4 separate regions of the Mus musculus genome follow, and regions 2, 3 and 4 are each linked to region 1. A link is a contact called in public HiChIP or PLAC-seq and Micro-C data. All regions are on one chromosome and are shown on one strand. Each heading gives the region's core, a stretch centred on a gene start, on an enhancer-like site or on the middle of the called end of the contact. The rest is flanking DNA. Distances are from core to core; before and after follow the strand shown. Region 1 holds the start of Ubqln1 (ubiquilin 1). Region 2 has its middle 4.1 kb from the start of Gm38494. Region 3 has its middle 22 kb from the start of Gm38494. Region 4 overlaps Gm40966 (a long non-coding RNA gene).

Region 1 (2,956 bases), core at 188-2,687:
ACTGATATTTACAACTTTAAAGTGTATTTTTAGAAATAAGAGATGCATGATGCAGAAAAGGCTGGAAAATGTCAATTGTGGGTGACATACAGACCTGCTGGGAATATAAAGAAGGTAAAATTTTTTATAGCAGCGTTAACAAACAATGGTAATGATCCAATCAACAAGAGTTTCTCTCAATGGTGCCACACACCCTCCTGCTTCAGAAAAACCCGACCTCACCTTTGGAACTAGATAAACCTTGAGAGAACTTAAAAGTACATTCCAGTGGTTGATACTTTGCTTCCTCGCATAAGACTGTTTACAATGTTTGATACTGTCAACAATTCAAGTGCCCTAGACTGTGTTGAAACATACATGATTGGTTCTCCCAAGGCTCTTAATTAACTGCAAGGCTTGTTTGCCTGAATAGACTTTAAAGCAATTACTTGATAAGAATTCCCCTTATCACCTACTGTGCTTTCTTGCAGGTTCCTTGCAACCAACTGCTAAGACCCAGCTAGGTGTCTGTCTCGTCTCCCTAAAGATCAAACAATAACCTATCCGATGACTGGCAGCTAAGCGATGACGGAAGTATTGTAACAGAAACAGCAAGTCGCCAATGAATCAAAGTCATTTACTTTTCTCCTTTCAGGCGTGAGCTATCACAATGCGACTGAAAACAAGTTCCACGTCATAATTTTTATATAGGAGGCTCGAAGATGGGAAGGAGTTCAGCATTCAAAACCGAGAACCAACCCTCCACGTGCTTCTCACTCCTAAATCTCCCCAATTAGCAGGCAGGTGAAACAATGACCCCCCACCCAGCCTGGCCAAAGGACGAGCGCCGCCCGCGCCCAGCCGCCCCGCAGCGCCCGGCCCTTTGTGAGAAGTGGGGGCCCGGGGCCCGGAGCTCGGCGGCCGCGGCGCAGCCCAGCCCAGGCCGCGCGGCTCGCCCGGCCCGGCCCCGCACAGCTCACGCAGCGGAACCCAGCGGGGTCCGACCGGAGCTGCCCGGGGCCGCCGCCCGGCCAGGCCGCCCTTCCCGCCCCGTCAGCGACGCGGCGGCTGCCCGGCCGGCGCCCTCACCTGCTGGACCGAGCTGTTCTCGGGCACGGCAAACTCCTCCTTCTCTTTAGGCGTCTTCACCGTGACCTTCATGATCTTGGGCTCTGCGGGGCCGCCGTCGGCCGCACTGTCCTGCGCGCCCGGTGGGCCGCCGCTCTCTGCGCTCTCGGCCATGGCGGTGACTCAGGCGAGCGCGACACTGCGGGCTGCGGCCGGGTCCGCGAGGCGTGACAGGCTGCGGGGCCGCCGAGGGTGCGTGGACGCGGGCTGCGGGTGCAGGCCCCGGGTGGGCGATCGGCTGCCGTGTGGACGCGGGGACTCTCCGCGTCGCCGCCGCTTCCTCCTCCCGCACCTCCCCCACGCTCGTCGCCGGCGCCGCGCAGGGCACTCTGGGTAACGCGCTGGTAGCCGCGCCGACTCCTGGCGGCCGGCCGCGCGAGGCACGCCGGGTAGCGCGTTGGCCAAGGAGCCGACTCATGCATGGCAGCGCTCGATCCTTTTCTAGCCGGCGGACGAAGCGCGGGCTCCTCAAGGTCGATGGAGTGCTGGGCATGGCGGGAGAACTTAACCCACTTCGCGTCTCCCGTTCTTCGTTGAAAGAAATGCAAACGGGGTTTCTGCCAGGCACCGTGATGGTGCGCTAAGATGACGTCACGGCCAGCGAAATTGCTAGAAACGTCTGGCCCATTGCTCACGGTCCCGGTATCCTCCCCACCTGGTCCCCGTGGGCGTCTGCTTATGAAATAGCGGCGAGCTACTTTATTTTAATAAGCGTAGTGTTGGTGCCCGGGTGGAAGGAGTTGCGATTGCCTTGTCTTGTGCTCGGGGCTTGAAAGCTAAACCCATGGAGAAAGGTCTTTAAAGGACCGCGAAACAGACGCCAGTGAGCAACCAATGCATCCACAGGTGCTCACTGTTTCAGTGAGGCCTGAGCTTCCCTCCCTGGAGTCAAACCGGTTTGGTCAGATAGGGCAACCCATATTGTCTGTCTTCCAAGCTGCGTGGGGGCAGAAACAGAATGCCTAGGACTGTCCGCCCAGCGGGTAGGAGTTAGCCTAGATGATGTGTGCCTTTTGTATTCTGTCCAATTAAGTTACTGTACACCTCGGGCTTGAGGTGGCATCAGAGATAATGGCTGAAAAAGTATTTTCGGCATAATGTAGGCACACATAAGTTATTTCACATATGGATCCCACGTCATTTATTCGTAAAGATAACGTGTAATACAGTCCAGCACTTTATATTAACCAGCATTGCACAAATGTGAACTCTTGACAGTGTACCGTGACCCAAATATGCAAAGGCATTCCATAGTTCTGCTCTTGGGCCATCGAACCCTGTTCTATGATTAACTGTGGTTGCATAAACACTTCTTAGCAGAGCTCTTTGAAATCTGGGTCAGAGTTTCAAAGTATAAAATGGCAATACGGCGTCACTTGATATCACTTACATTTCTGCCAGCATTGTTCAATCACAGGAAGAAGTTATAAGCGTTATGTCTAGGTGTGAGAAAATTGTTACTTGGGGTAGAAAGTTCCCCCCATTAGGCAAGCAAGGATTTTGGAATTTTCATATATATATATCTTTCCAACTTTATTAGTTCCCCTGTTGTATGGTTTCCCTCCATGCTGTATTCTCCCTAAGCACTAACCCAGGCTGCCTTCCATGATGAACCACCCCACACACACACCTTCCCCCTCTAACTTTCTGTTTTCACATCACATTCCCCTGAAAGTCTTCACTCCATTGTCCTTTAGAATCCCAATCTGTTCTGCTCTGATAAATAAATTAGTTGTAGATAACATCTACTGGTGTGTTTATAGAATACCCTTGTAATTGTCTATATTTTATTTCTGAAAATCTCTAATGTTTATGGCATGCTGTGAATAAGAATTCTTCCAGCCACTCA
Region 2 (2,956 bases), core at 167-2,666, 330 kb after region 1:
CTGCTATCTGGTAAATCCCTTGGGCTAAGATTATGGAGTAAAGGATAAACAGACTACACATTTTTCCCTGGACACACCCAAACAGCAAATGAAATTTACACCTTGGCATAACTGCCAGAGAGTCCTGTGTTCTAGCCAGTGACTGCTGTACATGGATACATGTTTTTGTTTTTGTTTTGTGGTTTTTCAAGACAGGGTTTCTCTGTGTAGCCCTGGTGTCCTGAAACTCACTCTGTAGATCAGGCTGGCCTCAAACTCAGAAATCCACCTGCCTCTGCCTCCCGAGTGCTGGGATTAAAGGCATATGCCACCACTGCCCGGCACATATATACATGTACACACATGCACACACACATGCAGGAGTGCATGTGCCCACATACACACACACACATATGAGTGAACACACATGCATACAAACACACGCAGACATACACACATGAGTGCACACACATGCACACACATGACTCTGCAGGGAGGCACTTCTACTTGTCTCTTGTATGGTTGGTTGGCATCACATCCTCTGGTATTCAATACTGTTTATATTGACAATTTATCATGGTGATATTATGGCGACCTTTGTGTTGCCACTACATCAAGATGTTAAATGTATTAGTTTGCACCTCACAGGGTTTTTGTACGTCTGGTAAAGTCATTGGATTTGATCTGAGAAAAGTGGCTTTTTCTTCGGATAAATTTAGACAAGATCTGGGAAACCAAGGAGAAACCCGTCTGTATATGTAAAGGGTTAAGAGCAAGAGGTGGTGAGGTTTGGTGTCTGTCAATAATGAAAACATTGATTAAAAAAAACATTTCTTCTGGCTGACTCTGTAAAGAGTGAGTCTTTTCTACCAGATGGTGTGGTCTGATGTTTAAACCACATGGCATCGACTCAGTGACTCACTTTTATGCCCAGTACAATAATATGTCCCAGTGACAGACATATTCAGAAAAACGTAACACTAGATAATTCCACTGCTGTGCATCACATAGAGAACTCACACAGACCCCAGAGTGTCCTCTTGTCACAGTCGATCAGACATGGAGGGGCTGGCTACTGCCAACTGGGACACAGCTCCCTTTATTGCTTTTTAAAAACTGATCTGGGGCTGGAGAGATGGCTCAGTGGTTAAGAGCACTGACTACTCTTCCAGAGGTCTTGAGTTCAAATCCCAGCAACCACTTGGTGGCTCACAACCATCTGTAATGAGATCTGATACCTTCTTCTGGTGTGTCTGAAGACAGTTACAGTGAATTTATATATAATAAAATACATCTTTAAGAAAAGAAAATAAAAACTGTATGCGGTAGGAATGCAAACTGCGAAGATCCCCAGAGAAACCTCTCTCTTTGCACAGTGGCTTCCCCGGGGCTGCTCATTTAGAGGCCATGGGCTTGCTCCGTCGGGTAAGAGCTGTCTTACTTTATAGTCACGTGTTGGAGAGGAGCCCTCAGGGTGTCCAGAGTCTCTCATTACCCAGGTGAGGGCTGTGATCTGAGGCCCTTTTCTGCAGGGCTTAAAGCTGGATCACTTGGGGGCTTTTTTCTATGGTTTGAGTGTTTCTTCTGCTGAAGCCACAGCGCTCCTTGGACAGGGTGTCTGTCACACAGCCTCTCACAGAGGCAACAAACTGTCACGTAGCACAAGCTGCCACTGACATTTTTCCTTCCCCAACCCTGGTTTTCTGGCCTTTAGGGTAAAGAATTGTGACATGTTAAATAGACCACTGAAGTTCCCAAGAGACAAAAAAAAAAAAACAAAAAAAACTGAGCATCCATTCTGAACTAATTTGCTGAGTCATTTTAGGCACATTTATCTGCTCCGCTGTAACAGTTTCTTCTTTGGGGTGGGGGCTGCGGGGGTGGGGCTGGGGCGGGGACGACAACGACAGATAAGGCTACTATCTAACTATAGAGTAACTCACGGCTCTATAAGACTGTAGAAAGCTAAGAAGTTGTTTAAATTCCCTCATGTTTAAGTATTTGCCGTTGCGGAGAAAGAAATGGGGAAGGCAGCTCTGGGGCGAGGAGACTGGTAGGAACCAGAACGCATTTGGAGATATTTCCCCTCTTTATGAGGAAACATACATAATAAGAGAGTTCTGGGGATCTCAGAGAGTGGCTTGAAGCTTTCAGAGTTTCAGGATCCCTTCCTACACTGGAAAACTGGATTCATGCGGTTAGTCACTGGTGTTGGAATGAGACCATAGTCGAATGTGAAGGTTGGTAGTTGGGTTCCACTGTCTCGCATCTGAGCCAGGCAATTAGACAAAAGAATGGTGTTTACAGGATTTGGGGCATCAACTTGATTTGGGGCCCGATATTGGTTGGGGTGTTATTAATTTGTTATTTTGGGGGTCAGATGTCAGTCAGGCCTAAGACCAGGATAAAGGCGGTGCTCCCTGTGAAGTTATATGGCATGGCCCTCCCTGGGGTCAGTCTGCCCTCTTGTGGCCAGCTGTGGGCCTTGCCGCTGAGCACCATCTGTGCAGGCTCCTTGTTTCCGGTGGCCCTGGAGCTGGATGTGCCTGCTTTTTCCTTTCTACAGCTTAAACCTGACCTTTGTGAACGTCACCAAAGGTCTGTCAGCCATGAATCATGTTTTACCATGGTTCTCGGCGTCTGCCTGTGCCAGATCATTAGGCTTGGAAGCATTAAGTAACTTGCAATGAGGCTACTTAGTGGAACTGGGGTGCGAACCCTGGCCAGCGGACTCCTAGTGACCTTTCTACCCTTAGTACATGAAATGAAGAAGGAACACTTCCACCAAGCTCACAGGGCGCACCATCAGACTCAATATAATGATATAAGAGCAATTTCATAATGAGAGTATTTGCCCTCCCTCACCTAACTATAAATAAAATCACTATTTCAAAAATTACAGATTGCCCCCCCCCCCCGTCTGTCCTTCCTCGGCCCACAAAGCTGCTGACTTAGCAGATGGCTGGGGGATAACATT
Region 3 (2,956 bases), core at 159-2,658, 310 kb after region 1:
TGGGGTCAGTCTATGCCTCTGGTATCACAGCTGGAGACAGAAGTAGTTTGTCCATGATTGCTGGTAAGCAGAGCTTCTGTTTCTGTGACAATCTTGCTAGCATTGGGGACTGCTTTTGAGTTTCGGAAGTCCTAGAGGAAACCGCTATTGTCTCCGAGTGTACAACTCCCAAGAGGGTCTGTCCATCTCCGTCTCTGTGACTCATAAAACATCCCCAACTAGACTCAAAACTGCAAAGGACTTTTCTCTGGTCCGCGGCTGTGTGACTGTCTGCATACTACACCCCCGAGGGCAGCCACAGACTGAGGTATTTATGACTGACCTGCTGCCGTGGGTCCCTCAGGCAGTTTCTAAGCTTGTGTGGTACCCAGAGGTGGGCAGCACACTTAGGAGCTGCCGCACTGACCCTGGCCTCCAAGTGACTGTGACATGGAAAAAATACTAGTGCAAAGTCAGGTGATCCTGGGAGCCTAAGATGTCAGCTGGGCCTCCTCAGATTGGCCCCCTCCACTTGGAATTGGAGGAAACATCACTGGGGAGGTGCCATCAAGAAGGGCGTGGAGAAGCCCGAGGCTTGCTCAGAAAGCACTGGTGAGCTGTGGACCCAGGCAGGATGCATACAGACAAGCGAGAGAGCTGCAAACCCCGGCAAGGGGCTATTTAGGAGGGAGATGGAGAGATGGTGTCAGCGCCAGGGTGAAGGGCAGAGTTAGAAGGAGTAAGACGAAAGAAGCAGGGAGGATTTTCCTAAGGGGGCGGGCCACATGAGCAGTTCCTTAACACCCTGGGCAGGAAAGCTCTGTCGGAGAAGGGAGCCCTCTACCAGAAACCTGAGACCTGCACACGTGCTGCCAACTGATTCGCAATGAAAAGGGGTGGGCTGTGGCAGGGGCCAGGACACCCGGCACGTGCTTTTGATGGACATCTTGGTAAATTCGCCTCTTATCAGCTCTACCCTGCTTCCCAACGTTAAAGTCAGGTGAGAGTCGAGAGTGCACGAGAGGGTGAGGGGTGAGGAGCTCAGCCTCAGAGGGGTTGGGAGCTCTTTGCAGAGGAGAAAGAAGATCAGAGGGCCTGAGTGGGGAGGATCGGGGTTTGTGTCTATGCTGGGCGGCAGTAGACATAAGAGAGATTTAGCCCAGATCTAACCTCAGTCACCACTGCCCTATGGAGTGGGAACCCTGATGAACGTGAGTTTCAGAAAGTTAAAAAAGCTCCATTATTGGGTACGTTTGTGTTGAAATGCACAATATTTCTGATCCTGCACGCACAGTAGTCTTTTCCTGGGAGCTTATGGGCGGTTGTCCTATCTCGGTCTTTCCTTAGTCCTCCCACCCCCACCCCGTGCATGTGTTAATGAGACAAACTTAACAAACAGTGATAAGCTTGCTCTATTCCTCGTTGGCACATTAGTGAAGGGTGAGAAGCACAACACATTCCCAGCCTGAGGGACACAGAGTCTATCCTGTACGACCTAGCGACCTACTGGGAGGGATATGGCTGTTTAACTCCTCAGTGGTACTAAACAGAGAAGAGAGAGATTTAGCAGCCTTTCTTAGTCTCCAGTCACTAATCAAGGTGCTTCCAGTCTGAGACCTGAGTGTTCCATCTCTGCTCTCAGATAGCACAAAACAGAAGACAAAGACTCAGGCACTCGGATGAGGTTGCTCTGTGCTGGTGAGCTAGTCTGGTCTGGTCTGTGCTTTTGTCAACTCGACCTGAGCTAATGCCACCTGGGAAGAGGGGACCATCAACTAATGAACACCTCCATCAGACTGGGCTGTGTGTGTGTGTGTGTGTGTGGAGCTGCCAATAAGCCACATTCCTCCATGGCCTCTGGTTCACTTTCTGGCTGGAGTTTCTCAGTGATGAATTGTGACCTGGACCAATAAGCCGAAATAAACCTCCTCTCAAGGGTCTTCTGCTATCTTTGTTTCACAATTATTTTCCTTATCTAAGTTCTGGGGCAGGAGGTTAGGATCCAGCCATGATGTTGCAAAGAGGAGGGTCCGTCAGGGCCAAGCTCCCTGATGCCCAGCTGACCTTCTGATAGGGAGGCAGGAGAGCAGGATGGTCAGACCTAGGACTCGGAGAAGCATCATAAGTACCTGATGTCCCAACCTTCACATCTCTAGCCCTAGCAGCTCAGTGCTTCCTGCTCTTTTTCCAATTTTAAGATTTTATTTTTAATTATGTGTGTCTGCACGTGTGTACCTGTGTGCAGTGCCCACAGGGGCCAGAAGAGGGTGTACTATCCCCTGAAGCTGGAGTTACAGTTTGTTGTACCCACCACACTTAAGTACTGGAAACTAGCAGTGCATGGTCTTAACCACTGAGCTTTGAGCTTCCCATAAAGAAGTTACTTAGGGGCAATCAGCAACTTACAAGTGCAAATGAGCCTCCCGTTAAAAGACTTGTGATGTTGTAGAACATTTAATAACTCTGTTAGTTAATCTTATGACCTGGCCAGCCCTCAATAATTGAGGCAGCTTCTTATCAATTTATTTAACCAGCTTTAGCATGATTACTAGATGATTACCCCTGTGGTGGTTTGAATATGTGGTCCAGGGAATGGCACTATTAGAAGGTGTGGTAATGTTGAAGTAGGTGTAGCCTTGTTGGAGTAAGTGTGTCATTGTTGGGGAGGGCTTTGAGATCTTATTCTCAAGATCCACCCAATGCGGAAGAGAACCTTCTCCTTCTCGACGCCTCCAGATCAAGATGCAGGACTCTCAGCTCCATCTCCAGCACCATGTCTGCCTGGACATTACCATACTTGCCGCTATGATCATAGTGGACAGAACCTCTGACCTGTAAACCAGCCCCAATTAAATGTTGTCCTTTATAAGAGTTGCTTTGGGCCGAGAGGTAGTGGCACACACCTTTAATCCCAGCACTTGGGAGGCAGAGGCAGGAGGATTTCTGAGTTCGAGGCCAGCCTGGTCTACAAAGTGAG
Region 4 (2,956 bases), core at 249-2,748, 260 kb after region 1:
CACTTAGAAAAAGTAAAATAGCGATAGAGAGATGGCTTAGTGGTTAAGAGCACTGACTGCTCTTCCATAGGTCCTGAGTTCAATTCCCAGCAACCACATGGTGGCTTACAACCATCTGCAGTGTGATCTGACACTCTCTTCTGGTGTATCTGAAGACAGCTACAGTGTACTCACATACAGGAAATAAACAAATCTTTAAAAACAAGTAGTTTATATCTGTATTGGGAAATACATAGACTTAACACTTGAATAAACACAAAGAGGTGCTCTCTTCCTGCTGCCTGTGGATCCAGATGTAGAACTCTCAGCTGGCTCCTCAGCACCACGACTGTCGGAGTCCTGCCATGCTTTCCGCCATGCCCACAGCGGACTTTATAAACCTCTGAACTGCATTTCCCACCTGGTGGTTTCAGAACGCTGAGGAACTTTGAGGAGGCACCACCTCGGAGGAGAAAGTGGGTCACTAGAGATTGACCCTGAAAGCCACGAAGAAAGTTGTGTGGCCCAGAAAAGGTAGCACTGAAGAAGCTTAGGCTAATTTGAGAAAGCTACACTGACAGCCAGCCGGCCCCCCCCCCCTCCCCCAGCTCCACTTTTGCAGCTTCCGCGTTCCTAATGGTGATGACTGACAGGTCTTCAATGCCAATTTGATTGAATTCTTCAGAGCAGTACCCGGCCGCTGATTGCCAAGCCACTGAAGAAGGGACGCAGCATCTGCAATGCAAGCAAAGCTATTCGATTTAAGTCTGGATTGTTGATCTTCTCTAATGTTCACAATGTGGAGCTAAGACACTTACAGGAAAAAAAAAAAAAAAAAAAAAAAAGGCTAGTCTCTGGAATGTATTGCATTGGTATCCTAAAGGCCAGTGGTGATGCCAGGAGTCTTTCTACAAGCGGGCGAATTTTTTTTTGTTTGTTTGTTTCTTTTTAAGTGGGTTGAATCTTGAATTTTCTCTTAAATAAAATGATAATCTATAACATAAGAAAAAAAAGAAGACAAGATAACTATAGTGATACTCAAAGTCAACTAATAGCTGGAAGGTGTGCTCTGACCTCCACATGAGCACCAGGGGACTTGACATGTCCACACTCACACGCATACACAATTAAAAAAAAAATGAAACCAAACGAACCAAAACTACCAAAAGATATAAAAAGAAAGCGCCACGGGCGTCTGTTTCTGTGTGGGGGAGCACTAGGTTTGAGACTCAGAAAGCCTTGTTTCGTAGACACCTCCCCGGGCTCTTTGAAAATGTGTACATTTACAAGTCTTTACAACCTCAATAGATAACAAAAGAGTCAGACCAAATTCAAAATAAGCAACTCTTCCACTTGTGGGGTAGGTCTGGGGATTTGGAAGGACGTTGTGAATCCTTGGCTGCGAAAGAGCTGCACACCCCAGCCCGCGAACCTTCTTCGGGTTCAGACAACTCCTCTTCAGGCGCTCACAGCCAAGTTCTTGCCTGACCGCAGCCATAGATGCTAACCGCCGGTGTCTGCTCCGCCAAAGGTCCCCTTCCGCCCTGCCCTGTTCTGTGGCTGCCCTCAAGCCTTTTATTTTCCGTTTAGAGGAAGACTGCGGTAGATTTGACTTTTTCTTTTGGAAACAAAAGCGATACAAAGGGCAAGTGTGCGGGGCTTCTTCCTAAACAGTGGGGCACTTGAAGCCGGGGCTGCAGGTGCAGCGGCTGATTCAATCTCAAGATTGCGCTTTCTAAAAGCGCTTTAAAAAATGCTGAAGAGAGAGCGAGAGCCCGGAGTACTTTTGGAAATGAGACATTTGAAAGCCCTTATTTATCTACTCTTTGGGGGGAAAAATCAATTTCTTTAGGGAAAAGCCTCACCACCCCGCTATGTCATGCATACAGAAAATGGCGTTAATTGAAGAGATTTGGGGTAAGACCAGAGGGAAACTGAGTGCATTTCTAAAAGTCCTTTAAAAAAAACTTTTTAAATGTTAGAATTGTGTTATGAAAATATCAGGGAAGATCTTGTATTTTCTTAAAGCTAACATATAAATGTTTTTCAGAATTCAGAAAATTAAACTTGTTTCCATAAATGTAATGTATTTGCTCATATGCACGCGCGCGCGCGCGCGCGCGCACACACACACACACACACACACACACAAAGTTCAAATCTATAAGAATGAAGAGATGAACCTTCTCCAGCCTGGCCAGTCCTGCCTGTGCCCGCTGGCTCACCACTGGCTCACCGCTGGCACACCGCTGGCTCACTTCCAGACCCTATTCAGCATGATCTCCCTCCTTTGCCAGAATCTGAAGGCTACCACAGACAGCAGGTCCTGCAGACATTCTAGCCAAGAGGATCTAAACACCCTACCCTCTGTACTCCTACCTCAAAAATAAGTTCTCAGGGTTATTTACAAACCCAGCCCATGTCGGCTTTCTTTGTCTCCAAAATGTCCTTTTGTTGTTGGTTTATTCAAATCAAGATAGCAAAATTTATAGGCAAATCATTTGCCATCTTTCACTGTCTCTTGAAAGTTTATAACACAAATATGTTTTGTGTATATTTTTATTTATTTACATTTTTTTTCCAATTGGGAAAGAGGCTTTGTTGAGATTTAATTCACACGTAGTACAGAAGGCTAAGAAAGGACCCTTCTCCCGTCCACATTGGTTGGTCTAATGCCTGAACCGTAGGTTGTCCTCTAAGAAGTAAGGGACTTACAGGTGTGACAAGTTAGGATTTTGATGGGGGAGATGATCTGAGTGGGCCTTGAGGCCATCCACACCCTTACAGAGCAGCAGAGGGAGAGGTCCCAGCTCCCAGGTGTGAGGCAGCCATGGATGGACTACCTGGATCATATCATATAGGTCCATTTAATAAATCCCCTTTGACTGTGTATATATTCATCCCATTGCTTCTATTTCTCTAGAGAACCCGAGACATTGATATATTGGATGCCATCAAGAATTTAAAAGCCCACTAA

The links. A called contact is a pair of places that touch in the nucleus more often than the background predicts. HiChIP or PLAC-seq counts read pairs in DNA pulled down with a chosen protein or histone mark.
Region 2: a contact with region 1 is called in a Micro-C map of the G1E-ER4 cell line. The contact joins the enhancer-like site here to the promoter of Ubqln1 in region 1. A contact is called at or near these places in 6 of 39 promoter capture datasets (the 3T3-L1 cell line, 3T3-L1-derived adipocytes, the C10 cell line and 2 more), 1 of 484 Hi-C or Micro-C datasets (the G1E-ER4 cell line), 27 of 115 datasets of contacts at active chromatin or transcription factors (the 230-238 cell line, T-cell acute lymphoblastic leukemia, astrocytes and 17 more) and 2 of 9 other capture datasets (adipose tissue and liver).
Region 3: a contact with region 1 is called in an H3K4me3 HiChIP or PLAC-seq map of fetal liver, with 3 times the contacts expected there. The contact joins the enhancer-like site here to the promoter of Ubqln1 in region 1. A contact is called at or near these places in 3 of 39 promoter capture datasets (the 3T3-L1 cell line and embryonic stem cells), 11 of 115 datasets of contacts at active chromatin or transcription factors (bone marrow-derived macrophages, embryonic brain, embryonic stem cells and 6 more) and 3 of 9 other capture datasets (adipose tissue, embryonic stem cells and liver).
Region 4: a contact with region 1 is called in an H3K4me3 HiChIP or PLAC-seq map of embryonic stem cells, with 18 times the contacts expected there. The contact joins the enhancer-like site here to the promoter of Ubqln1 in region 1. A contact is called at or near these places in 1 of 484 Hi-C or Micro-C datasets (embryonic stem cells) and 9 of 115 datasets of contacts at active chromatin or transcription factors (bone marrow-derived macrophages, embryonic stem cells, extraembryonic endoderm stem cells and 2 more).

Annotation. Positions count from the first base shown.
Region 1 is chr13:58,214,216-58,217,171 of GRCm38.p6, forward strand. It overlaps Ubqln1 (ubiquilin 1), which reads right to left and starts at 1,438. Exons shown (of 11, transcript NM_026842.4): 1 at 1,069-1,438. The coding sequence starts at 1,221.
Region 2 is chr13:58,540,920-58,543,875 of GRCm38.p6, forward strand. No RefSeq gene overlaps it. Among named protein-coding and RNA genes, the nearest start is that of Gm38494, 4.1 kb to the right of the region's middle. Within about 2 kb of position 1,417, at least 23 of the 459 cell types and tissues checked have an H3K27ac peak or open chromatin away from gene starts, as enhancers often do. A contact at or near this core is called in the G1E-ER4 cell line and trophoblast stem cells, where this site is marked.
Region 3 is chr13:58,522,518-58,525,473 of GRCm38.p6, forward strand. No RefSeq gene overlaps it. Among named protein-coding and RNA genes, the nearest start is that of Gm38494, 22 kb to the right of the region's middle. Within about 2 kb of position 1,409, at least 36 of the 459 cell types and tissues checked have an H3K27ac peak or open chromatin away from gene starts, as enhancers often do. A contact at or near this core is called in fetal liver, where this site is marked.
Region 4 is chr13:58,470,428-58,473,383 of GRCm38.p6, forward strand. It overlaps Gm40966 (a long non-coding RNA gene), which reads right to left. Exons shown (of 3, transcript XR_873533.2): 3 at 201-714. Among named protein-coding and RNA genes, the nearest start is that of Gm40966, 5.5 kb to the right of the region's middle. Within about 2 kb of position 1,499, at least 66 of the 459 cell types and tissues checked have an H3K27ac peak or open chromatin away from gene starts, as enhancers often do. A contact at or near this core is called in bone marrow-derived macrophages, embryonic stem cells and stem cell-derived neural progenitor cells, where this site is marked.